Regions from separate parts of the Danio rerio genome. Here region 2 is linked to region 1. A link is a contact called in public HiCAR-type data. All regions are on one chromosome and are shown on one strand. The core of a region is the stretch at or near the end of the contact, and the rest is flanking DNA. Distances in the headings are between cores, read along the strand shown.

Region 1 (4,167 bases), core at 975-3,474:
AGCAAATTTTTTCTGATTTAAATGTAAGTTAAAAGTGAACAAATTCATGGAATATTTAGAGATTTCAATGATAATTACATTAATTAATTTGTATAATCACATTAATTAATGTGTATAATTAAAGTAATAACCTGCATAACTACAGTAATAATCATTATATTTACATAAAATGATTTGTATAAGTGCATTAATGACCTGTATAATTTACAGAAATAACCTTTAAAATCAAATTAATTAATCTGCAATAATATGTAAAATGACAGCAATTATGTTTAATTGCAGTAATAATTAGTAAAATAGCAGTAATTGACAGCTGTTTTCCATTTTTTCACAGTTTAAATCCAAATTATCAATAGTAATAAACTCTAATTTACTGCATTTTGACCATAAAGTATGTTCTGTATTTTACAGTTTTTGCATGACATTTTGTTAAATGGTTATTTTCTGTAATTTAACAGAATATCTCTGGAATCCCTGCTGCAGGTCTTTTGACCTTTTTTTTATTTATTTTTTATTTGTTTACAGATTTTATTTTACAGTGTAGTTTAGGTCACAATTCAGGTTATTATCTACTGGCTTATTACCTGCCTGTTATAAAAATTTTAACTGTTCATTAGTAGTTATAAAGCAGGATCTTATTCTGTATCCTTAATCCAACCCAAAACCTAAACCAAGCTTCTACCTTACTAACTATTAATAAACAGCTACTTAGTTTATTAAGCCAGTAGTGTTAGTAAATGGTTTGTTGATACAGTGAATTGTGACCTAAACTAAATTTTTACTATATATTTTAGAAAATGTTTTGTATTATGCAAGTTTTTTTTTAGAATTATGTTGTTTCTACTTGAAGAAACCATTTATTTTTTACACATTCTAGCTGAAGACTCTCTGTGTGGCTTTACCTCTTAAATTTATTCAATTTTTACAAGTTAAATGCAACATGCTGTACAGCACAGATCTAGCATCACTAAATATACTCGCCTACATCTGTACAGTATAAATCTAAGTTGATGCATCTCTTAAACACAGGATGGAAAATTGTTGGGCACGATGAATATTTTAATCCTCAAGTTTTATATGAGAATTGTGTCCTTAATCAGGTGGAAAGGATGCTGAATGATGTAACTCATTTCCCCCCCCCCCACATTATGAACTGCTTCCCTTCGGTAGATATATAGAGTCCCTTAGTGTAGGGTAAACTAATAAAAAAATCCTTTGTATCAATTTCAGTGGCTTTTTTAACAAGAGTTTATCAATAATTGTAATTATTGTAACTTCTATATTTTGTATTGTTTGTTTTATAGAATGTCTGCAGCAATATGGTGTTGCCCATAACAAATTTCCTGTCAAGGACAATAAAGTTTACTACTACTATTCAATTTCTGCACATGAATGCTGTCAGGCTCTCTCCAGAACACCATGAAGCAATATTTTTTTCACTTTAACATTTTGCTCTCTAGAACTGCAGTTTGTTTATCATATGTAAAATGTATAAAATAAATGACATAAGATATATTCATGTTTAACTACCTTACAAAATCGTCCCAATCAATATATCTTAATTAATGACTTTCCAAATAGAGCTAGTTATTTCAACTGGTGAATTTGTATTTCTATCCCAATGTATATCTCAGTGAAATCTAAAATGCAATTAAACCCCAAACCTCCAACCAATAGTGCCACAAGTAAACCATGAACAAAAACAAACAAACAAACAAACAAACAAACAAACAAACAAACAAACAAACTGAAAAAAATATTAAAGGTGATGTGTCCTGTTATCACTCCACACATGGCAAAAAACATATTTATATTTATCAAAAGGTTAAATTACATATCATAAAAAAAACACTTAATATCACTGTTTCTAACACAATCTAACTTCTTACAATAATCTTACAATCTTACAAAATAATTCCGTTTTCTTGTTAGATAAGGCTGAATTTTATGATCAAATAAACTGGTAAAATGTGTTTAAATGTATGTACGATTTTTTCATTGATATTTAACATGCAAATGTATCTAAATTCTTGCATATTTCAGGTTAAAATTAAATTCCGAATGACAGTTGTTCAATATATTTTTGGACCTCGTGGTTTCTAATGAAAAAAAAAAAAAAAAAAAAAAAACGTTATTGCTGCTCCATAATAATCATGGTCCAATCTGTGCTGTGGTTGACTTGCTGTGGACTTCACAGATGGACAGTACCTTAACAGAAGTGTGCACTGTCAACAGCCGTTATCATCTCTATCAACAGGCACTAGGCCATGCATAAAAGAAACCTGCTTACTCAAAACAATTCTGCTGAGTGTCCTCTCCTGATTTCACAAGCTATGTGACTGGAAAAACAAGTATATAAAGCGGCAAAGTTCAAAATAAGGGCTTTAAAGATCACAGCTATGCTGTTTTGCGTAGAAATAACAGGCCCCATTATCCAACAGTGATATCCCAGCAGGCCATGGGTTGAGTGTCAAGTTACACACTCGGCCCTGTGGGTGCAGACTCCACCTGTGGTTGAAATAACACATTACACTTGAGGTGAATTTTCTCAAGACATACACAGTTCTACATGTAAAACAAAGCGCAATGTAAAATTTGTAATTGACTATTTTACAGCAACACCACATTAACCACATTGCAACTTAAATTCCAATGAGATATAATTTTGCATGGAAATATAATCCTAACTTGACATTCAAAATCCAAAAAGCTTGTTACCTATCTCCCACAGTCAAATGCATATGAATGGCAGTCTCAATCTTAGTATAACTTGCTACTTTAGAACACTCAGCAGGGTTTAACGCTAAGGATTTGGGCCAGTGGTTCAGATTTTTACTTGCCCTGTCAAAATTTTTCTGGTCCCACCAAAAAAACAAAAAAAGTTAATAGCTATTTCTTAGCCACATATTTTAAATAATGCGTCAAAAACAACATCTGTGAATTTAGAAGTTATTGTGTTTAATGTGTTTTAATGTATTAATTAATAATTAATTCAAAGTGTTATGGAAACAAAAAGTGCAGTATGGAAAAGTATTTTATTGCAGTTCTTAATGATTTAACAAAAGGTGGCTGCTTTGCCAAACTGACGACAAACTTTTTTCCAACATGTTGTACCCACATAAATGTTTGCTTCCTAGACATTAGCCTCATAATTTGATGTTGCTGCCATGTTTCTGTCACTTCGATGCACTGGTTGTTGCCAACTTACAGACAAAAATAGCGTGCTCACAACATCCAATCAGATAAGAGGAACTGAAAAGCAATATGGTGTTTACAACATCACAGAGAAGGGAGCATTTAAAGGCTTAAAAGCACAAACTGTTTCTCAATTCTACAAAATTTGCAAACTGTTGCAGGCAAATTAAACTTTAGTGACATGGCAGCAGTGGCCCAATCGGGCCAGTAACGATCTTGTCTACTGTCCCGAGCGTCTCTCAAGCTGGCCCCGGGCCATCGGGCAGTCCTTATTGTTGAGCCTTGCTCAGTGTATAATTTGATTGAAAAATGACTTCTGAGCCACTTCATAAGAGTGAATCAAATCGGTGTAGACTAAATCATGAACAAACGATTCTTCTGGGGCGCTGCTACGGTAGAAAGGCATAAGGGGCTTAGCCCCGAAGACACCTTGCAAAATATTGATATTCAATAGGCTGCTTATTTTGATATAATAAAAATTGTAACAAAAATAGTAAATAAATGAATAAATAAATGTAAAATAATGATTTATATGCTAAAAACAGGGGTTTACTTCAAATTTCTTTAGAGGGAGATTTTTTTTGTTTTGTTTTCTCTCAAAATAATGTGATGTGGATATTGTGGCACTTTAAATGCATGTAATGCTTGTTTCATTCATACTGGCTGCTCTTGAGCAGAAATTCCATTTATGCCTCACAAAAGTAGCAGAACATCTCAGGAAATCCCTAGCATGGATGAAGGCATCCAGCTATTGCTGTAGATTAGGGATTACCAAACTTGTCCGGTGGTCCGGTGTCCTGCAGATTTTAGCTCCAACTCTAATCAAACACACCTGAACAAACTAATCAAGGTCTTACTAGGTATACTTGAAACACCCAGGCAGGTGTGTTAAGGGAATTTAGAGCTAAACCTTGAAGGGCACCGGACCTTCAGGAACTCGTTTGGTGACCCCTGCTGTAGATGAATGAATGA
Region 2 (4,167 bases), core at 1,172-3,671, 170 kb after region 1:
ACCACAACGCCAAGTTACACTAGATTCCTGTTACCTGTTTAGTAACCATGGCAATTCTGTTTGTATTTAAAGTCCTCTGATCCTCACCTGTCCTGAAAGCTCAGGTCTCAGCTGCCTTCTACAGATCTTTATCATTTCTCTGCTTTAGACACAAGATTAACAATCACATACAAGCAAAAACTTGTAACCTGGCTTCGGCAGCTTAAATAAACTGTAGGAGTCTCGATGAAAAGTAAAAACATCTACCAGGAAAATGATTAATAAAATCACTGTGATTTCCAACAAACAAAAAATGCATATAGTGGTACCAAAACTTCCTCATGATGGATAGTCTCAATTTCCTCCTGTTGTGGTAACTGTGATGAATGGCTTCGGTTAAAATCCACTTTTTCCTTGAGAGTCCCATTTAATCAAAATGCCAACTATGTAATTATAAGCAAATGCTGGTAATAGAATATGAGGTTTATACAGGCTGCCTCAAAACCCAGAGATATATGCTTAACTAACATTATTTACCTGAAATGTTGTCCTGCTCCATTTTACACAATGTACATTTGTAAACTACAAATTAGCATATTCATGAAGATGATAACACTGCTTGGATAATCATTAAACCGCTTATCTATGCGTGGGAATTTTTGCCATTCAGATCCTCACTATTCTAGACAAGTGACAATAGTTTATATAGCACTTCGTAACAGTGCATGATTCAAAACAGACTCACTTTAATAAGCAGGAATAGGTTAATGATGTAAAAAAAAGTATCTGAAACAAACCCAGTATATAAAGCAGCTATAAATAGAAAAAAATAGTGCCAGTTTGCAGTATACAATAAAACTGCACATATGTTTTCTAATATAGTATAGCAGAATGTATAGGCCTGTATATAAAGGTATAGTACTTTTGTGATACATTTTGTTTAGGCTACTCTAAATAATTAAAAATGTTCTTTTCAAAGAATTTTAAGAACATTCTGTTGAATATATAGGCTCTATGGATGTTAAATGATATAAATCTTTTATAGGATCTTTATTTTGTTTAATGCAATTTAAGCTTTCACAAGGCAGGCACTGGGTCAGTTCGTGATTGGTTGTCTGTTGCTAAACAACACATTGTAACATTGAGCACAAGCTCTGCTAAAAGCGATGCTAACCCACTTTCAAACATACAAAAATGAAACGTAAAGTGGTAGATTATTTGCTTATAAATGCTAGTTTTAAAATGCATAAACTAGCATTTATTTGAGTTTTAAAAAGAAACTTGTGTGTAATTGTAGCGTCACAAACAGATAACTCAGGCTTTAATTAGCAAACAGACAAACTAACCTGGCTTGACAGTCTTCAGACGGAGGGGTTCGCGAAAGTGGCGGATGACGGCGAGGGTGTCTCGGTTTGTCAGTCCGCTGACAGGCGTGCCGTTCACCTCCAGAAGCACATCTCCTGGACCAGGCAGCCTGCCGACATGGCACACTAGCGCGTCCGACAACACCTGTCCCAGGTGCGGGAACTCTCCGTGCTCGGCTCCTCCGCGTATCTCCAACACGGCGCAGAGCTCCTCTGCATTACCCCACGAAACAGCACATTCCTGCACTTTGCTGGACCAGTGTTTCTTCTTCTTCAGCGTCTTGGACATGATTAATCCCTTTCGTACACGAGTCTCTCAAAACAAACTGGTTATTTCCTTATGCAAGCGCGTTTAGAGTGCTAAAAAGCACAGCGGCTTCATTCCCATGTCTTGATGTAAAGGTAAAAAAAAGGTCCTAAAACTTCACAATTGACATCGCTCGGTTGTACTCCCAGTATGGTTCAGTCAAAACGCACGAAATTCATCAGAACTGAGGCACAAGCTCACGCGAAGGTAAAATAGATCATTGCCTTAAAATCTACGCTAGTCTTCAGAGCTCACCAAGAAGTGTGTCGCCAAATGTCCTCGCACGATCCAAACAAACGCTTTCTAGGAGCAAAAGACACGGAAATGGCAATAAACTACCACCGAGGCAGGACAGCCTACTTCATCCAGGCGCATAAAAATAATCTAGCCTCCTCAAATCGCTCGGTAATACCGGCTGATGAATGAAACGCCGTAGAAAAACACTCAGATCCGCGTGTAATCCCTCGCGATCTAGGGCGACTGTTGTTAACTTGGTTTCGCGCACCTGTTCCAATGACATCAGCTACCGGCGCGTTCACGGGAAACGACGAGGAGCAACAATGTATACCTGGATCGGGAATGCACGAATTGCTAGGTCCAGCGTCAGACGACCTTTGATTCTAGTAGAAACGCCCTCTCGTGTGGGCTGTTGTTGTTGTGTGGAGCTGTCAGTGCCCGTCGGTCATTAATTGTAGGTGCAGCTTTGCAACTTTGTAGTCTTTTTTTCAGCTTATTACTTGCGCCAAACCAGAGCAGCGTCTGTCAGTGGCGCACACCGACACCAATGCAGAGTGGACGAAAGCACGGCGGCCAATCAGAGCGAGGGGGCGGGCTTTACCGCACTATTTCACAATGCCAAACATAAAAGCGCCTCTGCTATGCTTAGAGCTGAAAGGACATGGCAACTCTGTTGAGGAAAATTAAGTACTTTAAATGAAATCGCATACCACAGTGTTTCTCAACCACGTTCCTGGAGGATCACTAGCTCTGCACATTTTCCATACCTCCTTACCAAACACACCTGATTTAGATCATTAGCTCATCAGCAGAGACCAAAAGACCTGTCATGGTTGTGACAGACAAGAAGACATCCAAAAAATGCAGGTCGGATGGTCCCTTAGGAATATAGTTGCGAAACACTGGCATGACAAATACCTATAATTCAAATACTATCATAAATCATAAAAGGTAAATGTAAGTATTTTTAATAACTGTTACATACCCTTAATTCTGTCTAGGGGAACACAGGTACACAACATAATAGTAGTCAAAATAGTTAGTGAAGTTTGTTTGTTTGTGTGTGTGTGTGCGTGTGTGTGTGTCAGTAATAATGTCCCATGAGCAACCTCCCAAAAGACTAAACAAACGAAAAATTACCAAAACCCAAACACTTCACAATGCAATTTGAATAAAGCAAGCTTCAAGAGGGAGTTCAAGCCAAATCAACAAATAAAAAGTTCTCTAACTGATAGAAAGGAACTAAATCATCTATTAAAGAAAATCAAAATACCCTCACACCCTTCTAACATTAACAGGAGGAAAAATAATGACAAAAAGAAAAAGGGTAAAGTTTTAATAAAAAACAAAGTAAAGAGTCAATAACAAAGTACTATTGAAAAATGAAAAAATCATAATAATAAAAAAACTTAAATCAATCATTCATTCATTCATTCATTCATTCATTCATTCATGATTCTTTTCGGCTTAATCTCTTTATTAATTTGGGGTCACCATAGCGGAATGAACCCACATTGTATCCATGCATATGTTTTTAAGCAGTGGATGCCCTTCCAGCTGCAACCCATCACTGAGAAACACACTCATTCACTCTCATACACTATGGACAAATTTAGCTTACCCAATTCAACTGTACCACATGTTTTGGACTTGTGGGGTAAACCGGAGCACCAGGAGGAAACCCACACGAACTCGGGGAGAACATGCAAACTCCACAAAGAAAAGCCAACAGACCCAGCTGGGACTCGAACCAGAATTATTTATAATTTATAATTGTTTCATTATAAGCATATCTATATGGAGTACAATAGTTTGGGGGTTCTGTATTGTTTAGCCCTGGTTGAACCCCCAAAATGTGAAATTAAATTAATAACTGCAGAATATATTGGACTATTATTATGAAGTAATTTGTGTCTGTTGCATACAAAACAAAAGGAAAATCCTTTACACATTTATACATTTCAATATGGGACGTATAAATTTGCTCCTGTTACATGCATTTATATACATGAACAACATGATTTTAATGCATGTATTATGTACTTTACAAAAACAACATGCCATTTTGTTTTGCAAAGTAATATAGAACTGCATAACGTTCTTCACATCAAGTGTTAAAACAGAACTGTGAAAAACTTCTTGGTCTGATGTTGAATAATACTGCCATCTGCTGTAATAGTGCAGAGTTACACTTTCTACAAAGATTACGCCCCCTGAGAACAATGTTGTAGCATCCTGCACATGCTAAACATATACAGGCCTATAATATATTTATGATGA

What was found. HiCAR-type assays count read pairs that join an accessible place to other places.
Region 2: a contact with region 1 is called in a HiCAR-type map of caudal fin, with 6 times the contacts expected there. The contact joins the promoter of magi3a here to the enhancer-like site in region 1. A contact is called at or near these places in 5 of 18 Hi-C or Micro-C datasets (caudal fin, embryo, hematopoietic stem cells and 1 more) and 3 of 4 datasets of contacts at active chromatin or transcription factors (caudal fin, embryo and gastrula embryo).

Annotation. Positions count from the first base shown.
Region 1 is chr23:29,233,542-29,237,708 of GRCz12tu, forward strand. All of the region lies in intron 3 of magi3a (membrane associated guanylate kinase, WW and PDZ domain containing 3a), which reads right to left. Among named protein-coding and RNA genes, the nearest start is that of rsbn1, 97 kb to the left of the region's middle. Within about 2 kb of position 2,225, at least 28 of the 62 cell types and tissues checked have an H3K27ac peak or open chromatin away from gene starts, as enhancers often do. A contact at or near this core is called in caudal fin, where this site is marked.
Region 2 is chr23:29,405,181-29,409,347 of GRCz12tu, forward strand. magi3a (membrane associated guanylate kinase, WW and PDZ domain containing 3a) reads right to left here and starts at 2,422. Exons shown (of 21, transcript NM_001365194.1): 1 at 1,326-2,422. The coding sequence starts at 1,632.